Linked DNA regions of Triticum aestivum: region 1 is linked to region 2. Evidence: chromatin contacts called from public Hi-C data. All regions are on one chromosome and are shown on one strand. Each heading gives the region's core, a stretch centred on a gene start, on an enhancer-like site or on the middle of the called end of the contact. The rest is flanking DNA. Distances are from core to core; before and after follow the strand shown.

Region 1 (7,054 bases), core at 3,290-5,789, 180 kb before region 2:
GCACCCCGGCAACATTCGTTGGGCAAGTTGGGATGGGGGCTCTGCGGGCGAGCCCGGATAGCCATGCCCCCAGCAACTCGCCCCGAGGATGTTGTTTGCCCTCGAAGACATCGGGCTCCCCCTCATGTCTTCGAAGCGAATGACCAACTCCTGGCGACATCATACAGATGCAACCCCCATCATGGGGAAGCGTTGTGAAGACGGAGGAGACATGACTGCTCGCCCATCCCTGTCCGGCCGGGCACGCCATGGGCCTGATGGGACAAGATGGGATGACAAAGGCAACGAGCCTCAACAGGCGAACGACATGGTCGAGGACGGCGAGGCCTTGTCAGATCGGTTGACATGGGAAGTCCTGGCACCCCAGGGCATGGTGACGTGACGGTACAGGGGTGTTCACCTACTACGTCCCATCCCCTCGGGTTGCGAGGGTCAACCCCTGATGGTCGTAAGAAGATACTCCCCCTGGCGCCATATAAAGGGAGGGAGAGATCATTTTTAAGAGTTAGAAGAAATCGATATATGAAGAACACCAAATCAGAAATAGGGTATACAACATCATAATGGTCTGAACCTGGGTAAAGTCCTTTGTCGCATGTGTAGAGTGTTTGGAGTGTCTTAACCCCTCGCCGAACATTCTAGGAGTTGCATCATAGCTTTGTTATCAACGATCATCTATTGATATGAATAATCTCATGAATTGTGACCAGATTTTCAAGGATATATCTGCCTCTAATGAAGGCAATTTGGTTTCCATCAATAAGCCTATTGAAGCACTTATCCAGTTTGTTAGTAATTTGAAGTCACAGTTAGTGAGGGCCACTAGCTACGTGTTACCAAAAGGCATGTGCCTCGTACATCCCATGGAAAATATAGGGGGGGTACTCACCACACAAAGTCTTGAGAATAAACTGGATCATGAGTGCAAAAATATTGAATTTTCATTTTTACTAGCCCGTCCAGGTTTGGCACTGTAGCTCCCCACCGGTGAGGGCAATAGGTTGGAACCTTAGAGTTTTGGCCTCTCCTTTGGGAATTTAGGAGATCTCCAACGTCGACCCTCAAGCCTTACGCAACCATTCGGGTTGCGCTGTCCGGACCGCGGATGCCATCCACCGCCGACCAGACCCGGTCCGCGGGGCAGTCTGGATGCGATTTCTCTTGCAAACCAGATACAAAAGTGGGGAAGGTTTGCGGGAGTTCGGACCGCTCCCAAGCCCGCTTCTGACCGCCCTGGCTCACCAAAAAAACCTCCCCCTCCCGTGCACGCACCCCGCCTAGCGCCAGCTGCCCGCATTAATGCTGATGTAGAGTGCGTTGCTCCGCATTGAAGGCGGCTTAGGGAGGACACGACCTTTTACTACCTCCGCCATTGAAGCGGTTCGCCGGCTGAGGGTGCCGCCTGCTACCCGTCCAGCTGAACAGGCCTCCTCGCCGCATTCATACGCCTCCATTAAACCCGCCTGGAAGTCGAGAAACTTACTTCGGCCACATGTCCGTTCATGAGCGGGCCGACATTTAAACGCAACGCCAGTTGAGCTTCTCCTGTCCACCCTCTATTTAAACGAGGCCAGACGCCCATCAAGAATCGCACCCCTCTGTCGCTCCCCCATCTCCTCCTTCACCACTCTTCTGATGCCTTTCGAAGAGCAGTTTGTCGGCACACAAACCGGCTGGTGGCCCACCGAGCCGGCCGGATACGAGCGAGGCAACTCGCTACTCTACCTCCCGTGCCGGACTCGACGGAGCAAATTGTCGCCCCAAGCCGGCGTGTGGTTTAGCAACTTGCCGCTCCAGGCCCACTCGATGAGAAGTGGCGAGTTGCTCCACGCCAGCATGCGGGGAGCACGACGGCACGAGCGTCATGGCTGCCTTCGACGACGCTGCATCATACCGCGCCACCCCGTGCCTGCGACTGCGCCTCCCGTGCCTGTGACCGTGCCTCCCATGCCTGCGACTATGCCATGCAGGTAGAGACATAAGCCGAGTGCACGGAGCGCGACGAGTCGGTGGCCGGCGCCTCCGCTTCCGCCGCCATCATCGAGGAGGAGTATAACACGGAAGTCCGCCGCTTGGGCCCCATGAAGGCCACAGCCAATGCGACGCCGACATACACAGCCGACGTCTAGCCCGGTTTTTCTCTTGCAAGGACCTCTGTCGATCCCACATGGGCTCCACGAAAGCGGAGGCGCCGCCTTCCCCTCCCGTTGAAGCATCAGCCGAGGGTTCCACTTCGATGAGTGATGGGGAAGCGAGCCGTCCTTTGTGTTGAAGCATATACCTCCGAGACTCCCGGCAGTCCGGTGATCTGGCTGCCGGACATGAGGAAAACAAAGGGATCCGCGGGCGGCGATTTTGATTAGGTATTATTATACCTCTAGAGCCGGACTAGCACCGCTTAGCTGATGTAAATGTACTGAAATCCGTCATGTTGAAAATCCGGCATCCTATATAACTAAGAGATTCATCCCCACTAACTTATTTATCTCAACATGGAAGCATGCCACATCACCATACAATTATGAATGAGATAAGACCCACCTCATCATGCAACCATGCATGGGAAAAAACCAACCACCACATGCAACCATGCATGGAAAAAAATTCATTCTATTATTCTACTTATATTCAACAAATATTTTACAACTGTACCTAATAAAATATACTACGTTGTATACATTTTTTTTATTTTGGTTCACATGTTACTAATCCAAATATTTATATTCCACACAATCAAATATCATCTAAATATACTGCAACCGATTCCCGCAACAACGTGCGGGTTATCATCTAGTTTTTATATAAGATCCGTCATGTTTATATAAAATCCGGCCATGTTTGCATGAATTTCATCCGGTTGTTCGGGTTGCTGTAAAAATATATGCGGATACGGTTGGATGATGTCCTTTCGCATCCATGCCCTGTCCGCGAACGGATGCGAGAGAATTTTTGCGGTTTGCTGTTAGAGATGCCCTTGGGGTGATGAGACTGGAATTTAATTTATAAGGAAACAGGGTCATTGTCAAAATCTCAAAAGAGATTGAGCAATTCCTGCTTAATAGTATCCCAAAAAATTGATAGGAAAAGAAGAAGATGTACTAAGCCCATGCTTATCGCAACTGCATAATATATTAACCATTTAAGAGGAGCTCCAGCAAGACTTGGTCCCTTCCATTGGATATTGCGTTTCATGTGTTCACCTAATAGCTTAGCTCAGCGCTCATCTTTGTGTTTTGAGGGCAATAAAATAACCACTACAATCTGCTGAACAGTCGGGAACATAAACAGATTATATATAAAAAATAAATGTTAAAGGGACATGTGTTGGCCAAATAAATTGCGGGTGTTGCCATTGATTTGGATGGAGGACGACTCTGCAGAGAGCCAACTGATTTGGCGGCAGACAATTGTGTTATGCAACCGTGGGCGCAATTGACAGGTGAGCATGCGGTTGCTGGTCGGTTTCAGTGGTGCAACAGCTCAAGGATGTGCCACCCTACTTATTAAAGATCGCACACCATTCACCGGCTAATTCAAACATGTCCATGTCTGTGATGTCGTTAGTGCTACTTGTATACGCAGTAAAGGAGAAAATTCAAGCGTTCCGAACGGTGGAAGGAGGAAATTCTTGTGGCACACGTAGCACTGGTGGAACTGAGTCACACTCGAAAAAATCTCGGGGGAACGTATAGCGGACGCCACTGGCTTGGGATGATGGTCTGGCGTGTAGGCGTGTGTGTGGCTCGGCAGCCCAGCTCATCCTCTGCAAGTTTTAGCACCAGTAGCGCTCTGCAAAACTGACCAAGTTGGTTGGCTAGATGCCTGGATGGACACATTCCTTGCTCGTAAAAATTCTTTCAGCACAACAATTCCTTGGAAATTCATCCGCCCGAAGTCACGAGATATTCAGGCGCAGATATTCATCGCGACAAGGCTCGATTCAGTAACAGCAAGAGGCCGGCAGGAATCATTACTAATTCACTTGCTATATTCTATCAAACCCCTATTCGGTTCTGTTCTATAACACACTGTATTACAAGTACTACTATTTCTAACTCAAGAAAACAAAATCGAGCGCCGCGGCCGCGGATCGCGAGCTGAGCCGATCACCGCGTGCTCGCCCGTGGCCGGAGTGGCGTGGCGGAGGCGGTGGCGATCCGCACGGGCGCCCGGCGTCCGGTCCCGGACCCGCCGCAGCTCCGGCAAGGCATCCTCCGGGTGCCCGCGCAGGTCCGGCAGCCTGAGCCGTCCCCGTCGGACCACCGGGAGCACAGGCACTCCACCCTTCCCGTCCCGCTGCATGTGGCGCACCGCGGCTTCTGCAGCAGCGGCCACCGCACCGCCGCCGCGGGCCTCCCCTCCTGCATGGACCTGTTGGCCATGGCCACCCCCGCCAACATCCCCAGCCCCGCCGACGCCACCGCGATCGGGGCCACCATCTCCGGCGCGTGCTAGATCCTCCTCGTGAAAATCCCGACAGATCGGAGAGAGAGAGAGAGAGAGAGAGAGAGAGAGAGGTTGGCGATTGGTGAACGAAGCACGCTAGGAAGGCAGTAAGCGAGCGAGAGGGAGACCGAGATTTATAGAGGGGTGTGTCCGGCCGCCTCGTCAATCAGCGCGGTCACGGTGGGTGGGGTAAGCAAAATTGATTAGTGGGAGAATGGTGATTAATTAGAGAGCGATTATTGGAGTGGGGGAGGCAAAGTCGGCAGCGTCGCTTTCCTCCCTTTATTACTGTGGTCGCCTTGCCTAGCCGCCCCTGCTGGTCTGCACTCTGCACTGCACTGGCTACCATTTTGCCCGGAAATTTCCTAACAATCGCATCATTATTCCTCAAGATAAACTTGGATCGATCGTGGAGGAACACTTTTTAAAGCTGATGGCTACGTTACAAGCAATTTTCCATCTACGAAACAACTTCTAGGATGCTTTGTTGCAAATTGTACAAAGGTGACATGCCTATTTTCAACATTGTGAGTTGGACATAATTAATGAGAAATGTAGAATGCCAAAGAAAACGCCGCACGTGCGCCGATAGTGGCGAGTCCAACTATAGGCCAGTCCCGGGACTTTTATCCCCAAATTGAGTTTCGGTCCACCACTTTCAGCAAGGGCACGACGCAAGCACGCATCAACGTAGCCTGATCAGAGATCTCGTGTTTTCATCGGATTACGCAAACTTGTTGTTGAAGCCGCATCTTACATTACCCTTGACTGGCTACCGACGTCTCGATCGATTACCTCTGTAGGAGATACCGGAAGACAAAGATGCTCCATACCACTTCCCATCATTGTCACACCACTTTCGGTCCAACAACAACATGTATGACTTATCACCTCTATAGGCATAGGAGCCAACGAGTGTAGCACCAGTCAGTTGCAGGTATAACTTGGCGCCTCCACATTAGTCATCGTCCATAGCACCAACCAACGACGAGCATGACTTGGCGTAGCCGCAAGAGTCGTCATGCATAAGATCCTGCCGAGTCGGATCCTAGAGTTGGCGCGAACATCCCGCCGCCAACCCCGGAAGGCCTTCACCATCTCGAGACCCAATCGTCGTGTCGTCCTCACGAGCACGGAGGACGCCGTCGTTGAAGAACTAGGGCCACCACCCCTATTGCCAAACTCCTACGCCACCATGGGATGACGACAAAAACGAGCATATCACGGCCAGATCCGCACCACTTGACAAGCTACCAGCTACGTTGCCACACAACAGTAGTTATTGGGAGCCACCACCATCCTACCGCAAGCCACCGCCGTCCCTACTTCGTAGGCCCGCAACGACGCCGGGATCGCTGCCCTCACCGTTAAACCAGCCTAGCCACCATCGAATAATCTTGGGGTCGTTGCCCCGGTGTCCATGCTCTGCCAGATGTGTCCGCCATCAAGGGCCGACCGCCATGCTTTGGTCAGAGGCCTCCCGCGGCGAGAAGAGACGAGGACCCGTTGACCTCCGTCCGTCGCGTGAGGCTTTACCCGCCAGCTTCCTCCAATGAGGGCAGTTGGTTATATGGGAGGATAGGTGGGGGCAACGACTAGGGTTTCGCCCGAACTGCTCTCCTGGGAGCGACACAAGCGATGGAGTCTAAAAATGAGCATGAAACCCATGAACTAAGCATACCTTAGATGACTAGTTTCCTTATGATGAAACCAACTTGTCCGAGTTCTAGATTTAGCACAAGTGTTTGCTTATTTCATGGATTTATTTCAGACCGTGTCTGTTGACTACGAGATGTATATGACGACTTCGTCAATTGTAAGATATGTCTGTTTAGTCTTTTAAAGGTCCTTATAGAGCTAATGTATGTGCAGTGACTACAAAAGAGTGTGTTATCAATGTTGGGTCGGTCTGTACTGTGCTTCTAAAAAAGTATCAAACCACATGCTTCTAGCCTGGGATCTGTGCTTCAGTTCGTGCCTGCCCTTGAGGAAGGGTGTGACAACATAATGGTAGAGTGAGGTACAAATAGGGAGGTGTGAGTGGTGGTCACACGTTAAGATAAGATGACAGGGCAACAGAGTTCTAATTGCGGGAAAGAAAAGTCAGGGATTCAATGGTGCGGTTAGGATACACTCCCTCCGTTGTTTTATATAAGGACCAAAGTATTTAACGAACATCAGATTTTTAGACAATATCTAACAAACGTCACATTTTTAGACATGGCATAGTATGGCAAGTTTAGTTGGTGAAAGCAAATCAGTCTCAATTCAATTTTTACCTGAAATTGCCGCCCTTGTAAACTAATTTTGTCATTCTCGTGCCAACATAAATTGCTATGAAAAACCTTCGATCTGTCATGCCTAAATGTAACATTTGATTTTTAACATTTCAGTTAAATAAAGGTGTATTTTTAGACATGGTGATCAAGGCATGAAATTTAGAACGACTTGGAACAAAAATACCAATGACTAATTCCATCAAAATATCAAACAAAAATGAAAATGCAATATGCAATCTGGCTTCCACCGGGAATAGATGATTAGCTGACCCACATTAGTAAAGTTAGCCACGGAACTGTGTAAGAGCATCTACAGCCGAGCATCCCAA
Region 2 (7,059 bases), core at 1,192-3,691:
CATCGCGATGAGGTTAGCTTAAAGGGGTTAATCAGGATAAAGGACACGAGGAGTTTATACTGGTTCGGCCCCTTACGGTGAAGGTAAAAGTCTAATCCAGTTGTAGGTGGTATTGCTAGGGTTTTGATGAGCAGGGAGCGAATACGCTTGACCCGGCTCTCGATCTGTTGTTTCTTGTTCTAAGCCGCCGCTGGGTCGTCCCCTTATATACACGGGTTGACGCCCTGCGGCTTACAGAGTCCCGGTCGGCTTATACAACGTATCCGGCTCTGTGACCTTTCTTACATGCCTTACAATACAAGTCTATATACATAGCGGTTTATATCTGCCGGCCTTAAGCCGCCTTCGGGTTTGGGCCCTCTACTAATCCTATCTATGAACCGCCATTGTTAATATGTTCTTGGGCTTCATTTGAGATGAACCACCATAGGGATGACCCGGCCTCTCCTGGGCGGGTCATGCCTGATAGTCATATCCCCAACAATCCCTCTTGTAGTTTGCTGATCGTGGATCTGATCGCTTTGGTGTTTATTTTTCTTTTTCCTCGCACGCACATAACGTCGGTATTATATGACTTTGGTATTTGTCGGTCTATTTCTGTGTGCATATGTTGGTGTTGATTGTGTGCACATAACGTCGGGTGTGTGTTTATTTTGTTTGTATCTTCTTAATCTTCATTTTAAGCTAATAAAATCCATCATTTATCAAAGTAAAAAAAATCACCGCTTGTTCTTGTAAGTCCCACCTCTCCTGGTCTCTCATACGTGCAATATAAACACATATGAGATCACGCTTCAGTTCCAGAGCTTTATACCACATATAACTTCCTCATTTCGTTTCTCCACATGCACCGAAAGTGGAATAACAGGCCTCTAAAATCCTACCTCTTGTGATCAAGGGCGATCGGGTTTTTGGAACAATTACCCATGACCGCTGGCATCTTTTTTTCTGTGGCTGCACATGATGACTTCCCCAAGGACGACTACTTTCTCTATGCCGATAATATATGGCTCTAGATAGAATATCCTTTGACTCTCAGGTATATATACACCTGATATGGGGGAAATTACTAATTATGAAAAGTATTTTTTTTTATTTTTTTAAATAAACTTGATCTTCCGTTGTACTCCCTCTGTAAACAAATATAAGAGTGTTTAGATCATTATTTTAGTGATCTAAACGCTCTTATATTTCTTTACGGATGGAGTACTAACATAAAGTTTTACAAAGGAAAAAACTCTCGTCAGCTCCAGTGCAAAAAACAAAATTTTAAGGTCAAAAAGTGTGAATAGTTGCGTGTACCTAGTGTTGATTTTGTTTTTGTTTTTTTTTTCACCCAAGAGCCAAACATGCTTGTCCGCTTCTGATGCTACTACGAACCCGTCTTCTTCACTCCATTGTATGTGTCCTTATCGTTTTTATCTTATCTACCAAATCACATGTCTAAATTCATTTGTCTCTGATCAAATTATCATATCTATTATGTTTATCCTATTTTATTGAATGGTCTACATAAGGTATCATATGGTTTTTGGAGGTGACATAAAAATAATTATTTCTCCCACGTGTCGCGCCTAAGAAATAGCAAAACCATTTTTCAGATATATTTTGTGTCATAGTTATCCCTTTTTCATGAAAGGATCCCACTTGGATAATTATACTTACACAAGAAAGCAAGCTGCTTGATTTTGTGGCGAATCATGTAAAAAGTTGATTACCAGCGCAGACAAGTAGAGCACTCTTGTTCCTAGTCGCCGTGAGAGATAGGGACAGCGGCTCACGTGCTACTTTGAATTCAGCCAGCATCATCTTTAATTTGATCGCTAGTAGCTGCCTATGACTGCGTTCGTTACTGAATCCTGATTCGTCGATCTCTTCGTCTTTCTTCTCTGTTCCTTTTTTTTTGCGATGGTTTCTTCTCTGTTCCTTGGTCGCAACTGATTATGTAGAATCATTCAGTCCCAGTCAATGGACTACTAGACCGACGACAGTGATGCAGGAAGACCGAGTCTGATACTACTAGCAGCATCTTATCTTTTAGTATTTAAATAAAAATGAAAATACGCTTCATTATTAAATGGGGTACGCCCAGCACGTGTAGTTTGGCATAAGAGATACCCAGTCTGCTAAGCAATTTCGGTCTCTTAAGTCGTCTGGCTTTCTTCTAGAAGCAAAATTCCATACGGACTTTACGGAAACGAGGAGATAAGAGCATCTACTACCTCCGTTCCGAATTACTTGTCGTAAGTATGAATGTATCTAGTTGTATTTTAGTTATAGATATATCCATTTCTGCGACGAGTAATTTAAAACGGAGGAAATACAACCGAACCATATCAGCCAAGCATCCGGACGGGCTGCCCGGACATTGACTGGATGAAAAAACATCACCAAACCGGATATCCCATACCTCATTCAAATGATCGGACTGATCGTTACTCCTCATACTCTATCTGGGGCTGATATGAGGACATCCGGACAGGCCTGGACACGGGCGCCATGTCGGATCGGCCAGCTAGGGCTCACGCCATCCCCGCCAATGCCCTCACAAATACCCCAACCCATCGGACGAACCGGAGTCAAACCCTCACTTTTGTCGGTCCACTCGTCTGTTCCGCTTCCCTCGTCTCCTCCGCTTCCTCCCAAATCCGCCCTCAGCCATGGCCAAGTCTGGCCAGGACTCGACAGCAAGAGCGATTCCATGGACTGGAACGAGGAGGAGGACGACAGATCCAGTAGCGACGCGTTGTACGAGGTGGAGCTCGCGCCTGGACACCGGCCGGAGCTCGAGTTCGATCGCGTCCACCCCCAGTTCCTCCACACACTGCCGGTGGGATGCGGGCCGCGCCCACCCGTTCCGCTCCGCATCGCTCCAGATCCGGAGCCGAGCGGACGTCTCCCCTTCCCCTCCGACGCTAGCAAAGCCTTGGCAGCGGTAGGTGCTCGTGCTCGCGGCTCTCGTGCGAACGCGCATGGGAGTCCAAGGCGAAGGCGGCTCGATGCGAGCGACAGCGGGGCAGCGACTGCGTCGGAGCCCGGCTCTTCCTGCCAGTGGGCATGCTCCAGCCCCGTCGACCCGGAGGAGGCGCTCCTCCGCAAGGTCATGTGGCGCTTGCTGACCACGACGGATTCCGACATGAGGTGACTCCGGTGCTAGAACACGAAGCTGCTCCGCCTCAAGCTCGAGGCGTCCGAGCGCCTCGCGAGGGAGGAGTCGACCGCCACCAAGGTCGCCCGCCACGTGAAGGAGCAACAACGCCTCCTCCGCCGCCTCTCCAGCTACATTTTGTCAGCATCGGAGAGAGGCACCACCAACATAGATGACGACGACGACCCTCCCGCCGTAGATGCATATACGGAGATGGGCCGCTGCGATGCCAACCGCAAGCGATGAGCTCCAACCACCTCCCCTTATCTCATTTTATTTTCTTTGTAGTATAAAATCCGACAAAACGTCTTTTGGGTTCGATGCAATCTGTCCGATAAACTATGTTCCAAGTTTCTTGTTCTATGTTGATCTATGTCCTTCTAATGTTGTTTCAATTCATCCATGGATTTGGTGCACACGATTGTGGACAACAAAGAATGGCTATTGTCCGGTCACTTACAGTAAGCATGTCCAGACGTGTCCACAGATGTATAGGGACTCATATTAGAGCATCTCTAACAGGCACGCAACCACACGGCACACTAAAAATAAGTTTACGACGCTGAAATAGCAATTTTTTGCGCGCCTAGTAAAATAAAAATTATGCACGCTGCTCCAACAGAAACGCTAAACTTTACAGCACGCGACACACATTTCATACTAAAAAACAAGATAGTTCTTCATCATAGATAGGCATAGGTAGATAATAATAGAAAGATACAAAAGGATAGCCTACATAGTTCATAGCATAGATAAATAAATAAAAAAGATAGTCTTATTTCAACTACTCGTCGTCGTCCTCCTCTTTCGACTTCGACTCGGTGATGTCCTCCTCCTTTTCCTCCGATGTCGTAATGAAGGTGTCAATCCGTCGTTCATCGTTGGAATCCCAGGTCGACGCTTCTTTGAGCTCGATGTTGAAGAGCGCGTCCGCCTTCCGCGTACGCCTGTCCTCGCGATAGGCGGTTCGCTCTGGCCTCCTTTGCACATAGAATTCACGCTCGTTGATGACGTCCTCCGAAAAGTGTTGGCGCCACAGCGACATGGCCTCCTCGTCCATCTCGGTGATGTCGAGCCGGCGCTCCCGCCTCCGGTTGTCACGACGGTCCTTGTCGGTGACAAGCCGCGGGGGAAGTGCGAGCTCGTGCGCCAGCTCCCGCGTCGCCATGTTGGGGAAGTTCATCTCCCTACGAGACCGCCGGAGGAGCCACGCCGTCGCGTCGTACAAGCGGGCGGCATCGTGAGCGGTGTCGAATGTGCCGAGGCCGAGGCGCATCTCATCAGACCGGATCTCAGCGGAGAATGAGCCGGAGGGGCGTGCGCGGACGCCGTGGTAGCCCGAATTTCCCCGACGACGCAGCGGCATGGTGGCACGACGGTGGCAAGAGCTGCAGAAGGCGTGTGGCGAGACACAGAGCGGTGGGAGGGCGCTAGATTTATAATGCACGCCGGACGCTGCGCCAAAACTAACGCGCGCGATCTTTTCGTGCACACCGGAATCTCCCGCGCCCGCTGGAGCACGCGCAACCGCTCCGCGAGCACTAAAACCGATGTTTCCGCGCGCGTTTTTTACTGCGGTTGTTGGAGATGCTCTCAGGCAATTCCGGTTGTGGATGCTGCATGCGCGCACTCGCAAAAATCAGCCGACGACGAGCGATGGTACACCGGCTGGAACGGCAAAAATATAAGACCGCTTTCCACACTGACGTGTGGTCGTAATACTACTAACCTTTGTGTGGAAACGGATGACTGGGTCAATAGGGCGTCGACCGGATACTTCAGGGCATCGCCTTTTAGGATGTGTTCGGTTGGTGTCACCAAGTGAAATGTAATGGGTCGATTCCGTCTCCAGAGCTCATTCTAGTGTTTAGTTTGTCGAAGGAACGAGAACCCATCGATTCCACGGAATGGCATATTCCTTGTTTATGCAGAACCAAGTGATACCTTCGAATCAAGCGGACGACAAGAACTGCTCGATTGACTCGCTCGTCTTCTCTTCTTTCCCTTCACGGCGCCACATCTCCCTCCCCAACCTTGCGCACGCCGCCGCCAGCAGCCTCATCACACGCGCCATGGATGGCCACCGCAGCATCTGTCGCGCTCGTAGCAGCCCCGGCCACCCCCGCGTCTCCCCCTCCCCTGGGCCGCAGATCCCTCCGCATCTTTGCGTGTGCTGCCGCCGACAGCCCGACCGTGTGCGGCCATGACTTGCCACCGCCGCATCCTCACGTTGGCGCTGCTTGCCGTCGCGCCGGCCACGTCCCAGGCGGGCGCACCTGACACGCCCGCCGAGCAGGAAGGTCGGGCGGCCCTCTCAATCATCTTCTTCAGCCGAGCATGGAGACCGGGCAGCCCTCTCACTCGTATTCTTCAGTCGGGCTTGGAGGCTGGACGCATCTAATTAAGACGCCACCGTCAGGGATCTTTGGCCGCCGCACCAAGGAGCATGTGGTTTGCAGTGACAATCGCCGTGGTGGTTTTTGCAGGCACTGAACTCTAGATCAATATACTGCGGCGTCAAGTACATCTGTTTTGTATTCAGATTAAGTGTTTCGTGGGTGTTCTTCTGTACTGCAACGTCAAGTACATCTTTTTCTTTTTTGTGGGTGAAGTACATCTGTTCATTACAATCGATGTAATCCAATGTTCAACATTCAGTTTAGGTATCTATCAAAATTTAATTCATGTAATAAAATGAGATGAACAATTCCATTACATTCCATCTCTCAAACCAAACACCAAGATGTAACCATTCCATTCCTCGGAACTGCTCATACCAAACATAAAGATGGAACCGACCCATTCTGGTGGAATGGAATCATGACATTCCGTTCCACTTCGTTCCCAAACCAAATACACCCTTAGTCAAGTGGGGATGCTGAACTAAGAGGCAATGATCATCACCAACTTTGGAGTTAATAATTTTCAGCGGTTCTTATGGAAGCGTACTTGTCACCAAGTTTCGCAAGTATCCCTACTGTTCTTAGAGGGGTTTGCAGCAGCCAAAGCTCAAGCTTCATTTCAAGTTCAAACTATGACTTCTTCACTGCCCACAGGCCTATATAGCCAGACTAAACAAGAGAACAGATACAACAAAATATAGGTGAGAGTATGATAATTCTTGTTTGAAGGCATGTTTATTAGACTCTCGACTATATTAATTCTTGTTTGAAGGCATTTATTTATTCATTATTATTATACTCCCGATTCTTTTGGATCTGAACAAACACGGAGTTGATTATTTTACGGGTGTATATCATGCAAATCGCTGCAAAACGACAATCGAAGCACGACCTGAGGCACGTTCCTAATCCAGGCTTTGTTCCAGTATTGTTAGGTGTCATTATTAACTTCTTCACATCCAGAGCATGTACAACCTACTGCCAGTCCGGTTGAAGATGCTCTCACAAACAAAATATTGCATTCACAAAGAGTATGACATGAAAAAATCACTGCTATCATGTCAATTCAGAGACCAGCCTCTTATAAAAGAACACAGCCTACACACACCCTATTACCCCAACAAACAAGATCAGCAGCAAAACTGTTGCATGCCATTTTCCAAGCAAACAATCCAGACAGCTCACACCAACTAGCCAATCTACTCTTGCAAACTGGAGGTAGTAAAGATTTAAGTGCTAAAAATAGAAGTGCACAGGATATTTCCCATTGTTGGAGCAGTTACAATGGTTGTTGGATCCTCTCGTGTTTTACTGTGTAAAAACTAGTATTTCCTAGTAAATCATCCTAAATTAGTTTCATAATATAGTAACAACCTTCATCAATATATAACAACAATAATAATCATAAGCGAAGGAAGTTAAAAATCGTTCTAGCAAATATTTGCCTCCCCTCAAAACATAACTTTTTGAAAACAGTACGTAATAGAGTAGCCTGCGATGGGGGCAAAG

The links. A called contact is a pair of places that touch in the nucleus more often than the background predicts.
Region 1: a Hi-C map of leaf shows a contact between it and region 2, with 6 times the contacts expected there. The contact joins the promoter of LOC123185428 here to the promoter of LOC123189045 in region 2. A contact is called at or near these places in 3 of 5 Hi-C or Micro-C datasets (leaf and root) and 1 of 1 datasets of contacts at active chromatin or transcription factors (leaf).

The regions. Positions count from the first base shown.
Region 1 is chr2A:477,450,043-477,457,096 of IWGSC CS RefSeq v2.1, reverse strand. It overlaps LOC123185428, which reads right to left and starts at 4,539. Exons shown (of 1, transcript XM_044597305.1): 1 at 3,971-4,539. The coding sequence starts at 4,439. The coding sequence ends at 4,107.
Region 2 is chr2A:477,264,985-477,272,043 of IWGSC CS RefSeq v2.1, reverse strand. LOC123189045 (forkhead box protein P4) reads left to right here and starts at 2,441. Exons shown (of 1, transcript XM_044601363.1): 1 at 2,441-3,551. The coding sequence starts at 2,465. The coding sequence ends at 3,145.